2 separate regions of the Anser cygnoides genome follow, and region 2 is linked to region 1. The links are chromatin contacts, called in public Hi-C maps. All regions are on one chromosome and are shown on one strand. The core of a region is the stretch at or near the end of the contact, and the rest is flanking DNA. Distances in the headings are between cores, read along the strand shown. Region 1 holds the start of REEP3 (receptor accessory protein 3). Region 2 overlaps JMJD1C (jumonji domain containing 1C).

What was found. A called contact is a pair of places that touch in the nucleus more often than the background predicts.
Region 2: a Hi-C map of liver shows a contact between it and region 1, with 1.7 times the contacts expected there. The contact joins the enhancer-like site here to the promoter of REEP3 in region 1. A contact is called at or near these places in 2 of 7 Hi-C or Micro-C datasets (both in liver).

What each region holds. Positions count from the first base shown.
Region 1 is chr7:27,303,601-27,310,684 of Taihu_goose_T2T_genome, reverse strand. REEP3 (receptor accessory protein 3) reads left to right here and starts at 2,432. Exons shown (of 8, transcript XM_048069494.2): 1 at 2,432-2,585. The coding sequence starts at 2,554. It overlaps LOC106031286 (a long non-coding RNA gene), which reads right to left and starts at 2,414. Exons shown (of 3, transcript XR_010833032.1): 1 at 2,193-2,414; 2 at 1,236-1,447.
Region 2 is chr7:27,454,905-27,461,988 of Taihu_goose_T2T_genome, reverse strand. It overlaps JMJD1C (jumonji domain containing 1C), which reads right to left. Exons shown (of 26, transcript XM_067001093.1): 9 at 4,489-4,661; 10 at 1,585-3,794. Among named protein-coding and RNA genes, the nearest start is that of NRBF2, 49 kb to the left of the region's middle. Within about 2 kb of position 3,313, at least 3 of the 3 cell types and tissues checked have open chromatin away from gene starts, as enhancers often do. A contact at or near this core is called in liver, where this site is marked.

The DNA of each region.
Region 1 (7,084 bases), core at 1,183-3,682:
ACTGAGTTAAGTCTCAAAACGTTCTATGAAATGAAGCATAATCTTCTTAGCAAAATAAATTACTCTTAGGAGCCATCTGCCCTTACCTTTTTTTTTTTTTAAAAAAAAAAAGCCTCTTTAAATGTAAATTTAGCTTTCCACCAGAGACGGTATTGCCATGGCAACAAACACAAGAAAAATAAATGTCTTCATACAAAAAAGAGTGTTTTCCTCTTAAACATACTTCATACAAAATAAAATATGCAGCTATAGAATTAATGTATACACTTATCTTGGACAGTAGAAAAGAGTATCATTCTCTTCCTAGAAAGGTTCTCTGAGATATTATCAAACATAATTGCCTGGGGTAAAGAATTCTTATATACTTATTTAATATGATATAAACTCAAGCTCGTGTCTTGCAATTTGCTCTAGATGGGTTGCAATGCTACAAACTCCTGTAGAGCATTATGCAGGCAGCAGGATCCACCTCTGCAGAATTGTTTACAGAACTGGAGTCTAAAATGTAATCTCTTTGAGCTAATTCATATTTCAAATCCTTTGTTGTTCAAGTTTGTTTTGTGCGGTCTAATACCAGAAAGGTTTTTTATTTAAGGGGAATATAAATTGTGGTTCAGATTTCAGCTTTCATAGAATGCAAAGTTAGGCCTGTTTCAATGATAAGATTCATGAGTGGTGTAGTCTCATTTGCCCACAAACAAACTCCTTTCTATCTTTTTCTGTATCAGGTTCCCCCTATAAAAGATCACAGTGTAGCTCCGGAGACACCCTACATGGCCAATATCATTTTCAAGATCTCAACACCTGCATAGTAAGAATACATTTGTTTTTAAATTATTGTACTCTTTCCGATTTCAAGCTTAAAATTTCACATTTTACAACTATAGCAAAAATTTTGAAGTGCTACAATTGTTGAAATGCTTTGTGTTTATGTCCCTGCTTCTTCTTTTTATAAATCACTTTTAACCTTTTGACTGTGTGATTTGTGTTTGAAAGCAGCAGAGGAGCGAAGATACCTTTGTCTGGATTTTACTCATTTGAGTAGGAGAGGAATTGTGGCACTTGCCTGTGGAACAAAAAACATCTTGCACTGACCTAGCACGTCTGACCTGAAAAAGCCAATAGCTTATGAAGAGTAGGTCATTTCTTCTCACTGTATGGTATGCAAAACATGTATTATCCCTACTTAAAGACATTTTAAAGAATTAATTTCTGTTACAGATTGCAATACTGACCTTGGAATGTTATTTACCATGTCAGCAAGAACGGTGGTGAAAACTATAATCTCCTGTTTCTCTACTTTAAGAATTGAACGGCACGTTCAGAAGCATTGGCATTTTGGCATTTATTGCTTCTGGTATCACTTTGTGACATTTGTTAGACATTGACCAGAAAAGTTCAATGTTTCCAGTGGTGGCGTAGGCAGAACTTTCCACAGGTTCTTGTTCTGGGGAAAGATAAAGCAGTCCGTCTCAGCAAAATATTGTTCTTTTATGTCTACAAACAGTTCTGTATACAACCTAAAGCTGGTATGCAGGAACGAGCTGCAATGGATTAGCTGAAGTACCACGAGGTATTCAGCTTCCCCAGCACCTCCCTGGCAGGTCACAACCCGCCAGACCACAAGCTCGTCAAGGGTGTCTGCACTGGGTCACGCTGTGAACTGTCCTGCCTGGTGTCCTGCCTTAGACAGCTGCCAGTGACAAGGGAAAGAACAAAGGTAACAGTGCACACAGACAGTAATCTGTCCCAAACATCTCCTCCTGCCCCCCCAGTCACCTGCAGTTTTAGATCCACTGCAGGCAGCAGTCTGTGCGACCCATGTTAAGTATGTATCCTTACACAGCCGCTGGGACTGAGCATTTGTAAACCAATACCAAGGAGTTGGCACCTTTGTGCCACAGTTCAGCCAGGTACTGGAGCACTGACAGGGCAGTGGATATGCCCACGTCTTCAGAGCTCTTCCCTGCACCGGCCTGGGTGAGCTGGTTAAACACTGCACCCAAACCCGAGCCCACCCCACCTCCGCACGGACACTGGGTGCCACAGCAAGCTCGCTCTGGGCCTGCCAGCCCGACAGCGGGTGATGTGAATGCACGAAACTGGTGGTTTTATGGCTCCTGCAGCAGGTAAGGGGGTAAGAAATAGGGAAATAAGGAAACAGCGCACACGGGGTGGGCACCGTCACCCACCTGTCCGCTAGTCAGTCACCGTGCTTAAGGGGAAGGGGAGAAGGGCTGCCTCACTACGTTTTTCCTTGATTTATCTGTTCCCATCTCCCCGCGACGGCTGTTGTGAAAGGCTGCCTTCAGCTCCCACCCTAAAAACAGGCGGCCCCTCACGGCATCGCTCAGGGGACGGCCACGGACTGCACCCGACAGACCCGGGGGGCGCCGGCCCGCGGCGGCCGGGCAGCCCTGAGGGGCCCGGCGGGCTTCGGGGCGCGTGCGCGGGGCCGCCGAGCCGGGCGGCGGGCGGGGCCGGGCCGGGCCGGGCGGGGCCGCGGCCATTGGGGCCCGGCTGCGGAGGGGACGCGCGGCCGCCGCCGCCGCCATGGTGTCCTGGATGATCTCCCGGGCCGTCGTGTGAGTGCCGGCGGCGGGCGGGGCTGGGGGTCGAGGTCGGGGCCGGGCCGGGCCTGGCCGAGCCGAGCCGAGCCTGGCTGAGCCGAGGCGCCGCGGCGCTGGCGGCGCCCGGCGGGTGTGAGCGGCTCCCGCTGACCCCCGAAGCGCGGCCCGGGGCTATGGAGGGGCTGGGGAGGAGGCTGGGGAGCGCGGGCCGGCGGCTGCGGGGAGGCGGGCGGCGTTACCGCCTGCTGCCGCCTCAGCGGGGCCTCGGCAGGTAGCGGGGTGAGCTGCGGGTGAAGGTGTCACCTTCCTGAGAAAGGGTAAGCTGCGAAACCTCTGGTCTCCTCCTCATACATCGCGCCGTTCTTTCATGGAATTGAAGGTTATTTTGCTCTTTTGGGTGTGAACAATGCTCGCGATAAATGTAGAGTAATAAGGGAGAAGGTGAACCTCCCTCGTGCTCCGTGCTGTGCAGCTCTCTGCGCTGGCCCCGCTGCTTGTGGGGCTGCTGGAGTTGGGATTTACCGTGTGTGAGGTTTTGTCAGGCAAACGGAGTGAACCTGCTCACAGAGCAGCCCACCGGGTGTCTGTGAAGGATGTAGCGCGAGCGTGTGACCCAAAACACTGGATGATAAATAGGGCTTCCCCATTTTGCTGGTGACAAACACCTCCCTGAAGCTGTCTGGTGTCACTTCACATGAAAGCTTTATCCTGTCAGGAAGCCTTCTCCTAACGCCAAGTACACTTCCTTGCTGCTGTCTCGTCACCTGGCTAAGTAGCAGTCCTGCAGCCTTCTCCCTTCCCACTGCCCTCCGTGAGACTTGTCAGGTAATTGAGACCTGCTAAGTAGGCAGCATTGTGTTCTGGGGTTGGCAGAAGAGGAGCCAGGCTTGGAAGAGGCTGTAGGAAGAGATGCCGTTTGCTCGCTCTGCCGGCATGCTCTTCCCACGGGCAATACCTAGCACTGGAGGGGAGATGCATAGGCATGCTTTCTGGAAGTCAAATGTAGCTGCTGAACCTGTTTCTGCTTTGGAACAGAAACACCAACCAGCAAATCTTTGGTTTAACTACTTCTTAAACTCCACTGGCTGTGAAAGTGGTATCAGCAGCGCTGAGCACCTCAACTTCTAATGACCAGATTCTTGTTGCTTGTTTTATTTTCTTTTTTTTTTTTTTTCTGTGAAATACGCCACTAAGGATTGTATTTGCATTTTGAGAACTAAGTCCTCTGTGGGCCAAACCAGCATCATATCATAGGGATTAAAGATAAATTTGTGTATTGGAGTACCTGTTACTGCAAGAGATAATAAAGGACAATGTATTATGCAGTTGGGTTTTCTGGTTGCTGTTGCTCCCTCATTTGCGTGTGCTAATTATTTTTGCTAAAAAGGGAGTCTTTAATACTATTTATAAATCCTCTCCACCTTCTTGTGTCCTTGTTTCCTAGCTGTGGGATTTAACCAGTTTGCCAGTGTTCCTCTGCCCAGGAAGAGGGGAGTGCTCAGTGCATCCAAGAGAGATCTTGGAGTCTGTTGTTTAAGTTTGCCAGCAGAGGATTTTATGCAGTCTGGAGACTATTGTTTAACTTTACTTTCCACATGAATTTTGCTTTATTAAGCAAAGGTGAAATTAAACAGAGGCCATGAGACATAAGATGCCTTCAGTCAAGTGGTCTTGAGACTGTCTTCCTTGTCCCCTTTTCTCAGTGTTCATTATGCCATCTTCCTCCATCTGATTTTCTTCCTAGTATCTTTCCAGTCAGTTCCAGTGGCTTTGTTTCTCTGGCTTTTGTGTCATTGGTTAGGAAGAAATATATTACCTTTTCCTTAAACCCCCTAAGAAAGATGAAAATACACTTAACTGGCACATAGCCACTAAGACTAGACGTTCTCTCCTACTTGCGGTAGTGTTCTAATCTTAGCTTGGTGACTTTGTTGTGTATGAGAGCCGTGGAGATCCTATGCTGTCCATAGCAAGTCCAAAAAGCCCTGTTGTCACGTTTGTGTAGCCATCAGGAATACCTGCTTTCTTCACAAGTGCTAGGAAGGGGCAGCAGTTGTTCTAGCTGCTGCAGAATTCCTCTGACTGACCTACTATTTTCAGGGCCAAAAGAGCAGCAAAATGTGGATTTGTGGGTGTGTCACAGTGCCCTCTACTGACTTTTCACACAGGATTTTTGTGAGGCGCACTTGCCAAGGAAACTCACTTCTGGTTCAGTTTGAGAGTCTGTAATTTGGGGTTGATCAACTCCACTAAAAATAGTTTCCTTAAAACTTTAAGGAAGTAGGGAATAGAAGTAGTAGAGAATTAGAATTCGTAATTGCATGTGAATTGCCTTGAAGAGTCATGCATGGGGAACGGGGAGTGGTTAAAATTTGTTGCTTCATGTTATCTTTGGCAAAAGTTTGCTTTAATGAATTATTTTCTTTGCTCTGTAAGTGCTTGGGCATATAAATGTGCAATACCTTGCACTAGTGTTGTGTCTTCTTTTCTGTCAAGAAGCCAAAGACTTGAAGCACATAATTACAATACGTTCTCATTTTAAAGTTTTCCTTCTATAGGGTGCTGTTAGAGTAAGTACAGGTTATTAATTCTAAAGCACTGGCTATTGCAACAGTTTTAAGAATGATTACTGCAGTGTTTTTCCTCTATTGCACTTCTAAAACCAACAAAAAGTTAGTAATTTGTTTCAGGGTCTCAGAAGGCTTCTCAAAATGGGACACCTTGTCAAGTACTTGGTCTTTGGTGGTGGGAACTTTTAAATTCGTGGCTGCCTGTCTTCTAAGCTTCTAATACAGCCTGCATCTGATTTAGTCTGCTTTGATTGCTCATTCTTCTCGTTTGTAGGGTCTGAGCAATTGTGTACACATCAGTTGCTGAGACAGTGTATTTAATAGTAAACACACTGAGTACTTGTCAGTCACAGCCTGGTATGGATGAGATCAGACTCTTCTCTTGTGCCAAGCAAAGATGTGATGCATCCTAAATACAAAGTAGATGGCCATTTTGTTCTTGCAATCTGTTGAAGCAGACTGTCTGCTGTAATCTGTTAACTTTTTTTCCCCTCCTCACTTAAAAACTAAAGTTTCCCCATCTGCGTTGCTTTGCAGCACTCTCTGCCCTTGTATTTAAGTTCATTTTCTTTTCACTCCAGTTACTCTGAAGTCTTGATAGTTGGAAGGGGTGAGCTGTAGTAGGCTCCAGGAGAATGCGTTTTTCAGAGCTACTAGTAGCTGCTTTTTTCTCTGCCTGTTTTAATAATACCTATGTTCCCCACCTGCATTTTAGAGCCTTGCAAGGAGCAAGAGATGTACAAATAAACAATTCAGCAAGCGTTCCTTGGTTCTGAAATAGTCCACAGCTATATGAAACTGGACCAAGACTGGGGCACAGGGGAGGTGGCCTGAAGATAAGTAGTGGTGTTGGCCTTTCAGCTTCTGCTACTTGACAGATTAGAACAGTTTATTTCGTCAGTTACCCAGGCATTGTCTTACTCAGCTTTTAGTATTTTATTTTTGTTTGAAATGTCCAGACTTCCAGCTGCTCCTGGAATTGCTAGACATCTGAGAGAGGACAGCTGAAGCCATAGCTCCTGTATTGATGGCACAGTCGTCAGGAATCTCCGTTTTAGAGTGGTAGTGATGTTTTACGTAGCAGTGTACACTTTGTAAACCTGAATTATATCTTGCTCTTGGAATACGAACTTGCTTTTTTATTAAAAACAAGTACAAAAATATGTTCACTCACGTTTGCTAATGAAACTGCTGTCAAACATGTTGCTTGAAGCAACGATAATTCATTAGGCGGAATTGGGTAACGAGACTGCCACATGGTGTGTGGAAGTAAGAGCTGTATACAGCCCGGTCTTCAGGGCAGAAGGGTCACTTGTGGGAGAGTTTCTTCAGCTGCTTGTAGCCTGCACTTCTTGTGGTTGGATGCTTCCAGCTGAAGCCTGGAGAATGTTGAGTGCTGTTGGATGCCGAATGCCTTCCAGCGTAAAGACCTATAAATTGCAGCTGCACTTGTGGGGGGGAAAGGATTTGCTGTCACAGTGAGTGACAGAGATGGAGGGAGGTGCTGAAATGGCCATCTCTCCACAGAACTGAACGATTTGGTCATCGTGTGTCAGTTATCCTTGACTCTTAATGCTGTGCTTAAACATCTAACCAGCTTGTTGCTGGGAGGAGCCATCCTCCCTTCACCCTCCCCTCACCCTCTGCTCTCCGCAGGGTCCAGAAGTTGTGCAGCCACAGGATGATTCTGGTTGTTTGTCGACTGAAATGAAAGAGGATCATCTTTGATTAGTGGCAGCAAACCGAGCTGGCTCGTGCTGCTGTCACGTAGTTGTTAGGTGCCATGTAAGTGCCATGTTGAGAATGAAAACTTGCAGGAGGAAAATAGCATTGTTTTCGGCGTCAGCATATTGCCAGGCTGCTTAAAACATACTCTGGAACTGTCTTCTTCGCTTGCACATTGCTGCTTATTCGTTCCTGTGCTGGATCTCATTCCAGTAATAA
Region 2 (7,084 bases), core at 2,064-4,563, 150 kb before region 1:
TTCCTGGAAGTTCAAAGCTAAGTATGTTTTTGGGTAAATCTTTGGGGAAAGTCCTCTACATAACAAAAATTCCGACCAGCTCTCTCAGAAATTGTAATGACACTGACCCAAGACAAACTGCTAGAAGTATCAGAAATGCTGATCTATTTAATGGGTCATGGAGGAGAAACAGAAACACTCTGTGTCTATTGAGATGTCAGGAGAGGAAAGCAAGCACAGAAAACTGCTACCATGGGATAGACTCAGTATGTTAAGGTACAGAACACACTCTGTGCTACAGACAACATAACAGAATACCCAAAGCTCCTACCCATTTTCAGACCTGAATCCCATGAAACAATACCATAATGTACTACAAAATACTGCTTTCATACTCACGTAATGCTAGCCAAGAAGAGACTGCCTTCCCTTAAGTTATCTAACGAACCCCTCTACAACAAACCCAGGAAAAAAAATCCTTTGCAACAATACAAAGATCACAAAGACCTAGCATGTTCTATGTATGTATTTACAGTTCACTTTTTTTTTTTTAAAAAAAAAGTGAAACCAATAAAGACAGAGAAATTTAAAAGGTGTGTTCTCCTTGATCTTCCCCTTAAGTTGGATGGGAAAAAAAAAAAAAGAAGAAAAACTAATAATGCTATCACTGGACCCAAGCCAAAATACCTCAGACAGATTGCATCACTGCCAGAACAGAGTACGACTTAGGCATCAAGTGCTCTCAGATACTACAAGAGTAACTTTATACACTAGGCAGTGAAAAGCCAAAGAATGTAATTACAGGGAGCAGTGCTCGTTTTCTTACTAACTGTACTTAAAAATTCTTGCAAAAAGTAGTCCTAAACTTTCTTATACTCAACTAAACCAGAACAAAGACAAAAGAAATACTGCATAGAGAAGAATAAATTAGGATAAAAAACAAGGTAAGTTCTTAAATAAAATCACTCCAGTTGGCAGACCAGTTTCTCTTTTTTAGATAAATCTAGTTACAATGCGGTACACACAACAGCATTACATATAAATTGAAATTCCTATTTCCCTAAATTTCCTTAAACAAGAGGGATGTTAACACCATATAATACACATGCTAGTCAAGAGTGTGAAATGACTCTCCCTCAAACCTTTCATTAAATTAACCAAATTGTAGCAGAGCGGCATCAGGCTCTCAAGGAACTGCCTTTGGCTTTCTGATCAAAGGATGAATTCAAGTTCAACAATAGAGAACCTCTCCCCCAGTAGCACTCTAAAAACAAATGCACTAGACCTTAAAAAAAAAATCAGTAAAAGTAACATAACTCTATGCGCCAGTCTGGTGAATTATGATGGACAGCATAATCCAGTTTGTTTGCTGCCTATTTTTAGGCCAAGAACCAGTTTGTACACATATACACAAAATGCTCTATTTCTTAAACCAAGATATTTCAGAGGACCTCAAGACCGATAAATCTGGATCCAGGCTTTTTCACAAGCACGCTCTTTAAATCTTTTCCCAGCTATTGCACATATCGTGCACAAACCCTCCAGGATTAACACTGCTGGAGTTCACATTAGTCTGTCTTTTCCAAATCAGATTAATATACTCACTGCTGTTACTGCTGCTCTGTAACTTCAGCTTGCTTTTTTCTTTGGCACTCCGGCTAAGAACACCATTCGGTTTTACTTCTTCCTCCGCATCACCCTTTTTTTTCTGCAAATCATTTTGTTTCTTTTTGTAAGTTGGCTTGGGCTGCCGTTTAGTCCTTTGCTCTGACTTGCTCTCACTTTCATCAGAGTCTCCACTTTCAGAGCCAGACTCGTAAGTTCGTTTTGCTTTTCTCCTAGGGTGCTTATCTTCCTTCACAAACTTATCTGCCAAGATTTTACTATCTAGGTTATTTTGCAAATCATTTGATGTAGAAGCTATTAAATTGACAGTACATGGCTTAATAATTTCTGAAACACTGTTCCCTGAATTCTCCTTTTTATTAGTGTTTTTATCTTCCTCTGAATGTCTTGTTAGCCAAGCCTTTTTCAGTTTAGTGTGGTAGTTTGGCTGACTTGTCTGGGAAGTTTGCCCACTGCCTACAGAGTTTGCTTTGTTTATTGTATTGCAGACGATAGCACTGTCTAGGGGGAGAGAGGTTGAAAATGTCTGATTTTTCACAGAGTTGGCCTCTGTCTCACTGGTGTTACTACTTTTAAACTGAGCCGCAGCCAACGCTGCCTTGTGCTTTTTCAAATGGACGAAGTCGGTGGAGGTGGAGAATCCCAAGCCGGGCTGAGCAGCGCTGCCGGTCTTGCCAGGGGCGGGCGTAGCTGGCGCCGGGGCGCTGACCTTGCATTCCTGGGCCTGTGCCGCCACCTGACTTGCCGCTCTCGAGGCAGCACACTCCAGCGGCGCGCAGGCCAAGACCGTGTTCGATAAGGAGTAAGTCACTTCGGAGCTGCCCCAGCTTGACACGCTGGTAGTCGTAGCCGCTGATGCAGTTACATCCGTTTTAGTACTGCAGATCATAGTTGTGGTAGGGGTGACAGAACGAGGAACGCTGCCTTGCGAGACAGCTGGAAATTTCTTTTCATACTGTGTGCGAGCACTGTCTGAGTTCATATTTGGCAGGATGATTCTTCCAGTCTCTCTGGCTTCCGCTGTTTTCAGGCAATCTGCTTGATTTGTCACAGCTGAAGATCTCTCACTGGCTCGATCTTTGGAAGCTGACTGCATTACGGCTACGCTATCATATTTCGTGCTAGAAGGAGGACGCACAATAACAGATGCCGTGGCGGACTGCGACTTTCCGCTCATTCTTTCAACATGCCAGTCCGCTTTTTCGTTATTCGGGGCGTTGTTAGATTTCCACATTTCGGATAAATTCTGTTCAGAAGTGCCCTTGTAAACAGTCTGAGCTTCCTTAGGTTCAGGGACTAAAGTTGGTGGTTTCTGCAATTCTTGTATTTTACCACCACCAGCATTAACGGGTTGAACAGGAGTCAGGGTGGGAGGCGAAAGGCTGCTGTAGCTGCTTTCCTTCTTCTCTAGGTTCTGGTGCACAGGGGGGTGAAACACGGGGGCTCTGTGCAAGGCAGGCATACTCCGGAGCGTATTTGAAGATGAGACTGACAGCTGAGTAGGGCTTCTGCTGTCATTTCTAAAAGAACTGACTGAGTGAGACTGCACTGATTGTGAAAGCTGCTCAGATATCTTGCTTGCAGAGCCTTCGCTCTCAGGTTGGTGCTTAATTAAAGGGGGAGGTTTTGAAAGAGAAGAAATGTAAGAAGGAAGAGACTGGGAACTAGCTGCTGTTGAAGGACAATTAGTCTGCTTCTCAACATACGCACTTGAAGCTTCCTTGGATGGGTATGATCTCGGTGGTTCATTTACTACACTGTTAGACAAGGTGGTGAAATAGTTACTCTGCGGCAAGCTCTGTGGGACCGAATGCTTCATTTTATACAGTTCTGACACAGAGCGTTCTGCATCTTTCTCATATTTTACTGAATGACTTTTGGGACTCGAAGATAAGGATGTTACCCTAGAGTAGTTCTCTCTCTCTCCCTCCAGTGCCTTTATTTTAGCTGTAAAAGGAGCAACTTCAATACTTTCTTGGAGTATCCGTCTATGTTCTTCTTTGTATTTGCTCAGTCGCTCCCCTGTCTCCTGTGGTGGCCTTGGCAGCTGGTTCAACATTGGATCTGCAAAATGTCTCTGCATATGGCTCTCCTTTGCTGTCTGTGTTCTGCTTTGCTCCAACTCTGTCTTTATTGGTGCAGTTGTAACGGAACGTAAAGGTTCGATAAATGCTTTCCTCTCCAGCTCTCTGAAAAAGGTTACACAGTTTAGTCTGAATGTTCCACAACAAGCTGAACAGAAGACCTTTCTTCCCATGCTCTGAACAAAGTTATCTATTAACACAAAATAAACTTTTCTTTATATTAGGCACAATTTTCAAAAGTCTGCAGATGACTCAGGAACTCAAGTACCATTCAAAGTCAACAGGGCAGAGTCTGCTTTGCAGCACACTGACAAGCTTTTCCCTATCACAGGCACCCACATTTGCAAATAAACTAAAATGAAGCTAGAAGACAACGTCAGGGGCTGAAATACAACCTCTTGGACTGCACTCTGTTTACACTGTGCACACAGAGTTGGGACTGTTCAGCCTGCAGAAGAGGAGGCTTGGGGGGAACCTTATCAATGTCTGTATACACCTAAAGGGAAGGTGCAATGAGGACAGAGCCAGGCTCGTTTCAGTGGTGCCCGGTGCCAGGACATGAGGCGATGGGCACACTAGAGGTTCTGTCTGAACACCTGAAGCACTTCTGTGCTGTGTGGGTGACTGAGCGCTGGCACAGGCTGCCCAGGGTGGTTGTGGAGTCTGCTTGGAGATGGTCAAAAGCCACCTGGACATGGCCATGGACGGCCCTGCTCGAGCAGGGGTTGGCCCAAATGGCCTCCAGAGGTCCCTGCCAACCCCATTCTGTGAGTCTGAGTTAGAATAACAGTGCACTTACTCTTTGTGATGCTCTACTATACTTTTGGACAACGGTGGGCTAGAATGCGCTGCCAGTTTGAGAGGCCGAAGGGGATCTGCACTGGACGGTCGCACAGGAATGTGACTCAGTAACCCAAGGCTGTCAGCTGAGGTCACAGGGGTGGGCTGGTGTAACCACGGACTGGGAGTATTCTGTTAACACCAACACAGAAAACATCAGATTTCAACATAATCACGGGACCTTCAGCACAGTGCCACAAGAGGTACTGTACCATGTCCTAGCAATGAGCAGAGTACAGTAATTTATTTTAGTATCAAATCAAATACAGTAAACATAATTTATTATTTTAAATCACTTTCTGATCACCTGGAACATCTGATTATACTTCTCTCTAGACTTACAGCATACAAAGTAATTTACATATATTTCAGAAGTATTCGTAAAACAGTTTCCTATTTAAGTATTCAGTATGAATTGTCAATTTCTAGAATGGGATCTCAAGCTACTTCATCACAACTACCAAACCAATGACAGTCTGACAGTACTTTACTTCAGTTACTAATAAAAAAGACCATTAGCTGTTCAATGACTTGCAAGAAGGACTTCTTTTAAAGGAAAATACAGTTTATTATTTCTGGAAAACAATTTAATCTCCACGTAGGTAACAAGTCTCAATATAAGGGACACAAACATCTCTTTGCCACTTGGTTCCTCTCCTACCCCCAACCAAAATTATTAAGAATGATAATCCTAATTAATCTGCTTTATGTTGCCAGATATTTTTACATAGGGTAATTTCATAATCAGCACACTACTAATATCATACGGGTACACACCTGCCAAACTTTGCAGTATGGCAAAAGCACAGAATGCACCATTTTGTACTGTACACCTAAATACTTAAAAGCCTGGCAATGCAAGTAAACTTCTACTTGGGCATTTTCTCTGAAACTTGTAGAATAGCTCTGCAGAACAGACCATGAGCAGTTCTCAGGCTCTCTCCCCCCCTTTCCCTCTCCTGTTTGCGGCTTGCTTAGGAGAAATATGTGCTCGCTCATGGTCTGGGCTGAAAGGGAGGGCACTCTGTTGGGGAGTGCTGGTCAAGTGCTAGGAACAGGCATGGAAGAAAGGATGGGGACTAGAAAAAGCAGAACTCCCATTTACAACCCCAAAGCCTCTCAGTGCCACTCCACCCCTAATTCCTGCTATTGCCCAGTGCTTCTTCCCTCCTCTGCTCCTCACCAGTACATCTCACTCCTTCTCTCCAGCCTCGGTGACTCCCGAATGAGAAATGCTGCAGTAGAAGAGCAGCAAAAAGCTCTCATGGCACATGCACTCAATACAAAATAGATCTGCAGGTGCTACAACTTTGAAGTTCTCATTCCTAGACTTTTGAATATTTAAAGCAACCGCTTGGGTTTTGCACTAACAGTTTTAGTGCACACATTTGCTAGGCCAGGAGTTCCCACGCTGTGGCGAGTTCCCACGAATAGCCTGTAAGCTGTATTAAAGTATTATGCAAAAAAGACCCATCACCTTCTCCCTAGAGGAGCTAGGGAACATCTGCTTGGGCACCAAATGTTGCCCAAACAGCCCCATGACTCCACCTGCAGCCATCCACAGCCCAGCCCAAAGCCAGGAGCTGCCCCAGCCCCCTGCAGCCGCTTGGGAAAGGTGGGCTCGGGGGCACGCTTCCTCTAGCAGCTCAGCACGGCTCGGCCCTGAGCCGAGGGTGGCTGCTGCTTTTGTTACAGCTGAAACATGGATCCCTGTCTACGATCATGGCAGCCATGCAAACTCTTTCTGGAAACACCCATCCTGGGGTTCTAAGATGTATTTAAAAAAGGCCTCCAGTGCCAGAGCCAGAAGACAAGTCACCACAAGACAACTGCCACATATCAACATAATTAGAAAGCTACGTGCCTCAGTATGCATGGCTGCATACTTCAGGCAACCAAAGTGAAAACTGAGTCTATCCTACGTTCTTCAAAATGGACTTCAGTAGGGGGGTGGAGCGAGTAGCAACATGAAGTGATAAAAACCCACCTATAGTTTTCTCTTAAGGCTTTTCTTCCCTGCTGCATTTGACTTTATCACATTTTAGATCAAACTGACTTCGTATTACAAGGCCAACTCAAACTGAGTGTTTGGGAAAGACTCAGCCACAATGGTTTGGCTTTTCTCAAGAACGAGGCTGGGGAAGAATAGTTTTCCCCATGATGAAGAAGAAAAAAAAAAATCTTTATAACCATTCAGAAACTCCCAGCTTTGACGCAAAGGCTTACAATTTGGCAGAAGGACCACTGTCAGCGACATGCCTTTTGTGGTCCCTGTGAAAATCTGCCCAAATTAGGCTAAGTTTAAGCCTCTAAAATCAGTATGCACATGCTCAGTGGAGGTTTCATTGAAGTTGGCAGCAAAGCTCTCCAAAGTTTCTGTCTGTGCTACACATGCTTCATCTTAGGCTGTTCCTACAAGGTGCCTGCAATGAGCAAGCTGTATCCCAAGCCTGCAGAAACTGAGGAAAGTTTTTCTGTAATTGCCGTGTCTGCCTACCAACCAACACCATGGCACTGGGCACTACACTGAAAAACAACTGATTTCTCCCGGGGCT